Regions from separate parts of the Mus musculus genome. Here region 1 is linked to region 2. A link is a contact called in public promoter capture Hi-C data. All regions are on one chromosome and are shown on one strand. The core of a region is the stretch at or near the end of the contact, and the rest is flanking DNA. Distances in the headings are between cores, read along the strand shown. Region 1 holds the start of Kdelr3 (KDEL (Lys-Asp-Glu-Leu) endoplasmic reticulum protein retention receptor 3). Region 2 holds the start of Pdxp (pyridoxal (pyridoxine, vitamin B6) phosphatase).

What was found. Promoter capture Hi-C pulls out the DNA fragments that hold promoters and counts their contacts.
Region 1: a promoter capture Hi-C map of neural stem cells shows a contact between it and region 2. The contact joins the promoter of Kdelr3 here to the promoter of Pdxp in region 2. A contact is called at or near these places in 4 of 39 promoter capture datasets (embryonic stem cells, liver and neural stem cells), 1 of 484 Hi-C or Micro-C datasets (uterus) and 1 of 9 other capture datasets (liver).

Annotation. Positions count from the first base shown.
Region 1 is chr15:79,515,126-79,518,401 of GRCm38.p6, reverse strand. Kdelr3 (KDEL (Lys-Asp-Glu-Leu) endoplasmic reticulum protein retention receptor 3) reads right to left here and starts at 1,994. Exons shown (of 5, transcript NM_134090.2): 1 at 1,762-1,994. The coding sequence starts at 1,852.
Region 2 is chr15:78,911,720-78,915,314 of GRCm38.p6, reverse strand. It overlaps Pdxp (pyridoxal (pyridoxine, vitamin B6) phosphatase), which reads right to left and starts at 1,396. Exons shown (of 2, transcript NM_020271.3): 1 at 784-1,396. The coding sequence starts at 1,345. Gm30368 (a long non-coding RNA gene) reads left to right here. Exons shown (of 6, transcript XR_003951546.1): 5 at 1-24; 6 at 3,021-3,111. Sh3bp1 (SH3-domain binding protein 1) reads right to left here. Exons shown (of 18, transcript NM_001316684.1): 18 at 3,263-3,595.

The DNA of each region.
Region 1 (3,276 bases), core at 745-3,244, 600 kb before region 2:
TGGGCCCAGATACCGGCTGCAGGCGAGTGTGGGCCTCACATTCCTCACTAGTAGTCCTGTTTCCCCTCCCCCCCATCCCCCGCACATGTGATTGGAGCCATGTGACCAAGACCTAGGACCTGAGTAGAGCCTAGCAGGGAGACAGACGAGGCCATAAAGGAACTCCTATAGGGGGTGACACAGATGGGGAGGCGACCTAGACCAGGTGGGGCTGGCTGTGTTGCCCCTTCACCAAGCCCTTGCCAAAGAGGCACCTGCCCTATTAGGACAGTCTAGGCAGCAGCTTCATGGGGGATACCTGGCCACTATATCCTCCAGTCCTCTTAACCTTGTAGGCTCAGGGTTCTACCCATAGTGGCTCCACACATAAACACATAAACACTATCCCTACCAGAAGCCCAGGAGAAGAGAGACACCGTGAGTGAGTCCCTCTGACTGATAGGGAAACAGAAGCCCCAGGCTACACAACTCAGCAGGACAGTGGGACAGTGGCCAGTGTGTCTCTGGCATTTGGGGCTGGCACCAGCTGCCATTTTTCTTTCGCCTACAGCAACGCATACTGATTTGCTCCTCCTGTCGCTTTCTGCTGGTCTCTCAGTAGGTCAGCTCCCTAAGGCAGGGCATTGGGGTATCAGGGCACAGTGTCCCTCACAGGATGAGGGAGGAGGTAACAAGCACTCCCCCAATCCTACCCCGGACCTCTAAAGCAAAGTCACAGGCCCAGCAAGCAGAAGGGCCGTGAGAGACGATCTCTCAGGCAACTGACTACTACAAACCCCCGGTAACGTCTAATTCAGTCCAGAGCCACTGGATCCAAAATGTGTCTGATCCATACTCAACCAAGTCCCTCTCCTGATCAGCCTCCCAGGTGACATCTCAAAATGCTCTCAACCTCCATTTCCGGAGTCTCAAGAGACCTGCTGAGCCTCTGCCTCTGCTCCTACTTCTTCGATGGTTTCCTTCATCCTGGATCCCGAATGTGACCGGAAAAAGCCTTTCACCATTAGTCCATCCTACCTTCTGGATTCCTCTTCCTCCTGTGTCCTTCCCAGGACATGCCCTATGCCCTGTGGCTTCTACGTATTTGCACGGGTGTTCTCAACACCGTACCCTGTACCTTGAGCACATACCCTGCCCATCCTCTCTGTCCACGTAGCCCTCAGCTGCTCTCTGCCTCCCCAGCTCTGGTAGAGTCTGAGCTCACACTCAATTGCATGCCTGGGACAGGCAGGGAACGCTAGGAACGGAGATGGCTGAAAGACAATGGGCAGCTTCTTATTAACCCGGGGACTGAAATCATCAACCCAGCCTCCAGATATTTCCCATCCCAGCAAGGCCGCTAGACCTGTAGACAAATCGCGAGCCCCTCCAACGCCTTCCACTCAGAGCCAGCTCCACATCCCTGGGCCAGGCTGATATCACCAGCTGGCAGGAAAAGGCTCTCTCTGGGGAAATAAAAGGCAGGAGAGAATGAAGACTCGACGACTAAGGCGACTTCAAATATGGTCTCCTCCCAGGGGAAGGTCCCCCTCCACTCCTCGCCCAGCAGCCGTGATACTGCCAGCTGCCCAGTTAAGGATAGGGCGAGAAGCGTGAGGTAGGGCTCTTCATGGAGACAGAAGCCACGCTCCCTCATAATCTCCCGGATCCTCTGATGTCGAAAAACTTCGCTGAAGTTTTTGGAAGCGCGCGCGCCCGGCTTCCCTCTGAGCCTAAGTCCTCACCATGGTCCGGTCCCGCCCCGCCCCGGGCGCCGCTCACCGGCGCAGCTCTTGGACCTCCAGATCTTCACCAGGAGCAAGATCATAGCCAGGAGGTGGCTCAGGTCCCCGAGGATTCGGAACACGTTCATGGTCCCGCCCGCCGCTCCCGCGCCGTGTCGCGCAGAACTTCCCAGGGAACTTTCTGTTGCGCGGGGCGCTGCCACGTCCCCGTCCCTGCTCCTCGCGGTGCCCCAGGCCGGTGCCGCGCCTCCTTGCTGGCGCGCTCCCGCCGCGCGCACCCTTGGCCGCGCGGTGACGTGGCGGGGCGGCCAGGCGCGGGACAGGAGCCAGGAAGCAGCGCTTCTCACGTCCCCACGCCGACAGGCGGGGCAGCTTACACAGCCGCTGCTGGCCCAAGCCGAGCCCCTCCCTCTCTGGTCCTGCGTAGGCACCAAGTGTTCCTCTCATCCCCAGAAACCACAGTCAGGGCCTGGCACTCACTTCAAGTCCTGACTTTCATAGCTCTGTTGGGCCCTGGGTGGTGGAAGCAGGCTTTCAGCCGCGGAAGACCTCCCAGGTTGGAACTCCCGGGAAGTGGTGCTGAAAGGAGCCATCACCTGTTAAACTCTGAGATAACCTGAGCTAGCTCTGAGATAACCTTGTTGATGGTTTCCGGTGGGGAGAGAGGCTGACTCTGAGTCCCCTTTCTGGGCTTCAGTATTGACTACAAGGGAGATGCTAATGGTGTAAAAGAGGCTGAGTGTGTTGGGGATGCCCACCGCCTTCATTTCTGCCCCCCTCTTCTTCATGTGGGAAGACACTGGAAAGAACTTCACTGACCAGGAAAAACTCCAAGCACGGCATAGAGGCAGGCAGGATAGAGTAGGAAGAATCTTAGGTGGGCTGGAGGCCTCCATTGCTATGTGAAGCATCCTCTCTGGGCACAGGTCTATTAATCTATAGCTATGGAACCGATAAACCAAGGGCCTTTCTGCCTTCTCCTTGATCCCAGCCCCCCTCCCTCCTGTAGCTGGTTTCTTCCTAAAGAAATGGCTTCGTCTGGCTCCCTCTGTGTGCAGGAGAGGCTTCGGCAGGATGAAGATCTGTTGCTTACGGTGTTCGCCAACTCTTTCCTGGCCTCCATTGCTTTACCATTACTCCCCGCACAAAGCAGTTCTGGGAGGCTTTGCATGTGACCAGTAGCACTGCCTGGGGGGTGCAGCATGGGGGACCCTGGGCAGCTTGCTGTGAATCTACACACACACACACACACACACACACACACACACACACACCTTTCCTGGGGAGATGAAACACACTTGTCTGCTCACCCCAGATAGGGAGCCCACGACAGCCTAAAGTACAGATAGTACCAATATCCAGCTTCATGAATTAATGAGTTTTGCTGGAGTTACTTAGAGGAATATGGGTGAAGGGTTGCTTACAGGAGCAGGAATGACTCAGAGACAGCTGCATCACCAAAGCCCACCCAGCATGGGTGACAGCTCACCAAGCTGGGAACCTGGAGCTCTTCCCACTGCCTGCAGGCAGCTCAGCAGGTTGGAGAATATCC
Region 2 (3,595 bases), core at 147-2,646:
TCTATAGCCATTCATCACTATCTGGTAAGTCTCTGATCCCTCCATCTCTTGGGGCTCATGCCAGAGGTCAGCGCTTCTGTTTAGGTACAGGCCTGAACAGCCTGGACTGCTCTTGGATGGGTGGATGGATGGATGGGGGGTCCCCAAAGGCCAAGTCAGGTTCCCCTGCTCTATGCTGTGTGTTCCCTGGCAGCTCACCTCCCTTAAGTACCAATTTCTTTAACTGTGAAATGGGCCAAAACTCTTATTTTTGAACTAATCTGGAAAGGAAATGAAGGCACCATTAAGGAGCTTCAGGAAGCTATTAATAAACTAGAGGGCTGGGTTCAAAAGCCTGGGGATAACCGACATGGTAAAGAACCCCACTGGAAACCAGGTTCCGAGGTTATGTAACTCACAGGGTTAACCAAACAGGGCCAGAACTGGAACTGAGGTCAAGCTCCACTACCTTCCAGTCTCCCCACTGGCCTAAGGTCAAGCTCCACTACCCCCTAGTTTCCCCACTACCCTGATTCTGGATGCGCGGATCCAGCTCTCCACCGGCATCATCCTTCCAGACCGCTTCGACAAACCCTCCTGCAAAGTGGGTGGGGCCAATGACAAAAGCCCAAGAGGCCGGTTCCAAATCTGTATCCCACCTGCAATTCCCTGAGCTACAGTGAGCCTAAGGTGGCTCGTGTGTCAAACTGGTCCTCGGCCACTATCCGACAGGCGGCAGCTGCAGGAATTCCGAAAAGCGCGTCAGGTCCCAGCACACATCCCCGCGCCCAGTCCCGTGCTCACCGGGGGTCCGGCTTCCGTCGCTGAGCGGGTGCCAAGGGTCGCGATCGGTGGCCACGAGCAGGCAGTCGGGGTCGCGCAGGTGCGCGCACGCCTCGGTCAACCTGGAGAAGGAAAACTGCTCGTCGTAGCCTACGAGCACGGCGCGCACGCGCGGGTCCTCGCCGGGGTCCCCCGCCAGGCGCAGCCCCGCGGCGCGCAGCTCAGCGCGCAGCCCCTCGCCTCCCAGCACGAACACTGCGCCCGATGCGTCGGGCGGCCCGGACAGCCGCTGGCGCAGGAGGCGCGCGGCACACAGCGCGGAGCTGAAGAGCTGCTCGGCGCGCAGCCCCGCGAAGCCCAGGCGGGCGAAGCGCAGCGCCAGCTCGGGCCGCGCGCGCCGGCTGTTGTTGCTCACGAACAGCGTGTTCTTGCCGGCCCGCGCCAGCCGCTGCAGCAGCTCAGGGGCGCCCGGCACGATGCGTTCGCCGTTCCACAGCACTCCGTCGCAGTCGAACAGGACTCCCTGCGCCTGGCCCAGCACGTCGCGCAGGGCCGCGCCGCGCAGCCGCTCGCAGCGCGCCATGCAGCCGGCTGGCCGCTCGCACGCGCGCGCTGCGCTCCCTCCGTGGACAAGGGGCAGCTTCACCAATTGGCGCGCAGAACGGGGAGGAGGCGGGGCTACGAACACAGGCTTCAGCCAATAGCGACTAGAATTTAGTCGAAGGTGCTGGCCGATCCCGAAGGAGCTCGGAGAAAGGGGCGGGACCGCGGGCGCCACTAGAAGGAGGCGACCAATGAAGAGACAGCCTGGTCTGCAGCGAATCGCCGTGCGCTTCCCAGCCAATTAAAAACGTAGGCCAGATGGTTGCTAGGAGAAAAACAGAGGCTGAGAGAGATGTTGTCTTCGGGCCACATCTTGTTGCCCTCGGAACCATTGAGGCTCATTAGAAACATGTGGATGTGATGGAGCCAGGGCTCCATCACCCGTGACTTCGCAAGCTGGCCTGGGCTCTTAGACCTGGTCAGTGATCCTTCTGGTCATCTGACTGTGCTGTGGAGTCTCCTGGGGAACTTGTTTTTTTTTTTTGTTGTTGTTGTTGTATAATTTCCGTTTAGTAAGATGTATACTTTATAGTTCGATGGCTTTAGATAAATGATTTTTAAAACACAGGTACAGGTCAGTGGAATGGTTCAGCAGATGATGGCAGTTTGCTGTCAAGGCTGAGGACCCGAGTTCCTTCTTCAGAAACCTCACGGTGGAGAGAACATACTCCTTCCAGTTGTTTTCTGACCTCCACACACACATCCACACAGATGAATGTTAAAACGTTCTAGCCGGGCGATGCGAACACATACATTTAATCCCAGCACTCAGAATCAGAGGTAGGAAGAGCTCTGATTTCCAAGCCAGCCTAGTCTACAGAGCAAGTACTAGGACCAAGGGTATTCAGAGAACCCTGTCTCAAAAAACAAAAAAACAAAACAAAAAAAAAACCCAATAAATAAATAAATAGATAATCAAACACATGGCTGTAAGACAGGAACCCAGAGATCTGATTTCATGTTTTATGTGTGTGGGGGCACTAGGCACTATTTTGATGGCCAGGCCCAATTGGTAACCCATTTTATTGATGGGGTGATCCCAACTGCCTAGGTCTCCATTTTGTAGACGGAAACCTTTTAATCTGTCAAGCCTTTGAATAACCAGTAATTCAAAGTATGGGGACCAGGGATGAACAGGGATCTGTACTGTCACAATATTTTGGTTCTAAGCAGAACTGTAGCTGTCTAACCCAGAGCAACTGAAGGGAAGAGACCGAAGAAAAACCGTGCCTTTGAGGCCCAACTATTTTCTGTTCTTTGTGCCTTTTGTAATGGGTTTCTTAGCCTAGAAGACCATAGACAGCATGCCCCTGCCTCCACTCGGTTACTAAATTGGGCTTCCAGATGCACTGACCCACTTCTGCCAGCCCACTCCCAAAAGACCCTCAGGTGTAGAGCTGAAAGGAGCGTTAGCCTGGGACTACACAGAGCAACTCAGGGAAGGCCATGGATAGCTCAATCCCTGCTCTCGAGAAAACTGTGTGTTTATGTGTGTGTGCGCACACACACGGGCGTGTTGGTCTTCAGAACACAGACTGGGTGGAACTGCTAGACTGTCTCAGAAGAGAAACCCATGATCCTGAGAGGCTGTGCAAACGGGGCCCTGGGTGGGAGGAAGACCTAGGCGAACGCTAATCTCAAACACTTCATCTCAGGCCCAGGCATCGCTGGCCAGTCCCTTCTCATGGCTTCGGAAACTTCACCTGCAGGTGGCACTCTTATCTGGGTGAGAAACTAGCATGTGGGAACCATACTCAAGACAAGCAGCTCCGAGAAACCGCCAAGCACAGGGCTCTTCAAATCAGGAAGGCAACAGATACCCCACTGGTCCCCTTTCCTCCTTATGGGGGGCAGATTCTGTATCCCCAGGAGAGGAAGTTTTCGTTTGGCCAGTTACTCCTGTTTTGTTCAAAATAATTTATTTACGAGCCTTACAAAAATACATTGGCAAGAGAAAAAAAATAAAAGTCCTCTAGGAACAGGCAAGTCTGTTCTTCCTTCTGGTAGCTCCCTTGAGACCCTGCCGGAGAGTGGGGAGTCAGGTGGGAACCCCAAGCTCAAAGTGGAAGAGGAAAAGGTTAGAAATGAGAGGGCTGGCCTGAGCCCTCCTGGCCATAGGGGCCGGCCCAGCAGGCACCCAGGCACTGGACAAGGGCCATCCTGGGAGGACAAGGGAGGGAGGATGGCAGGAGAGAGAAAGGGACAATGAGGACCTGCCAGGTAGGAGGGC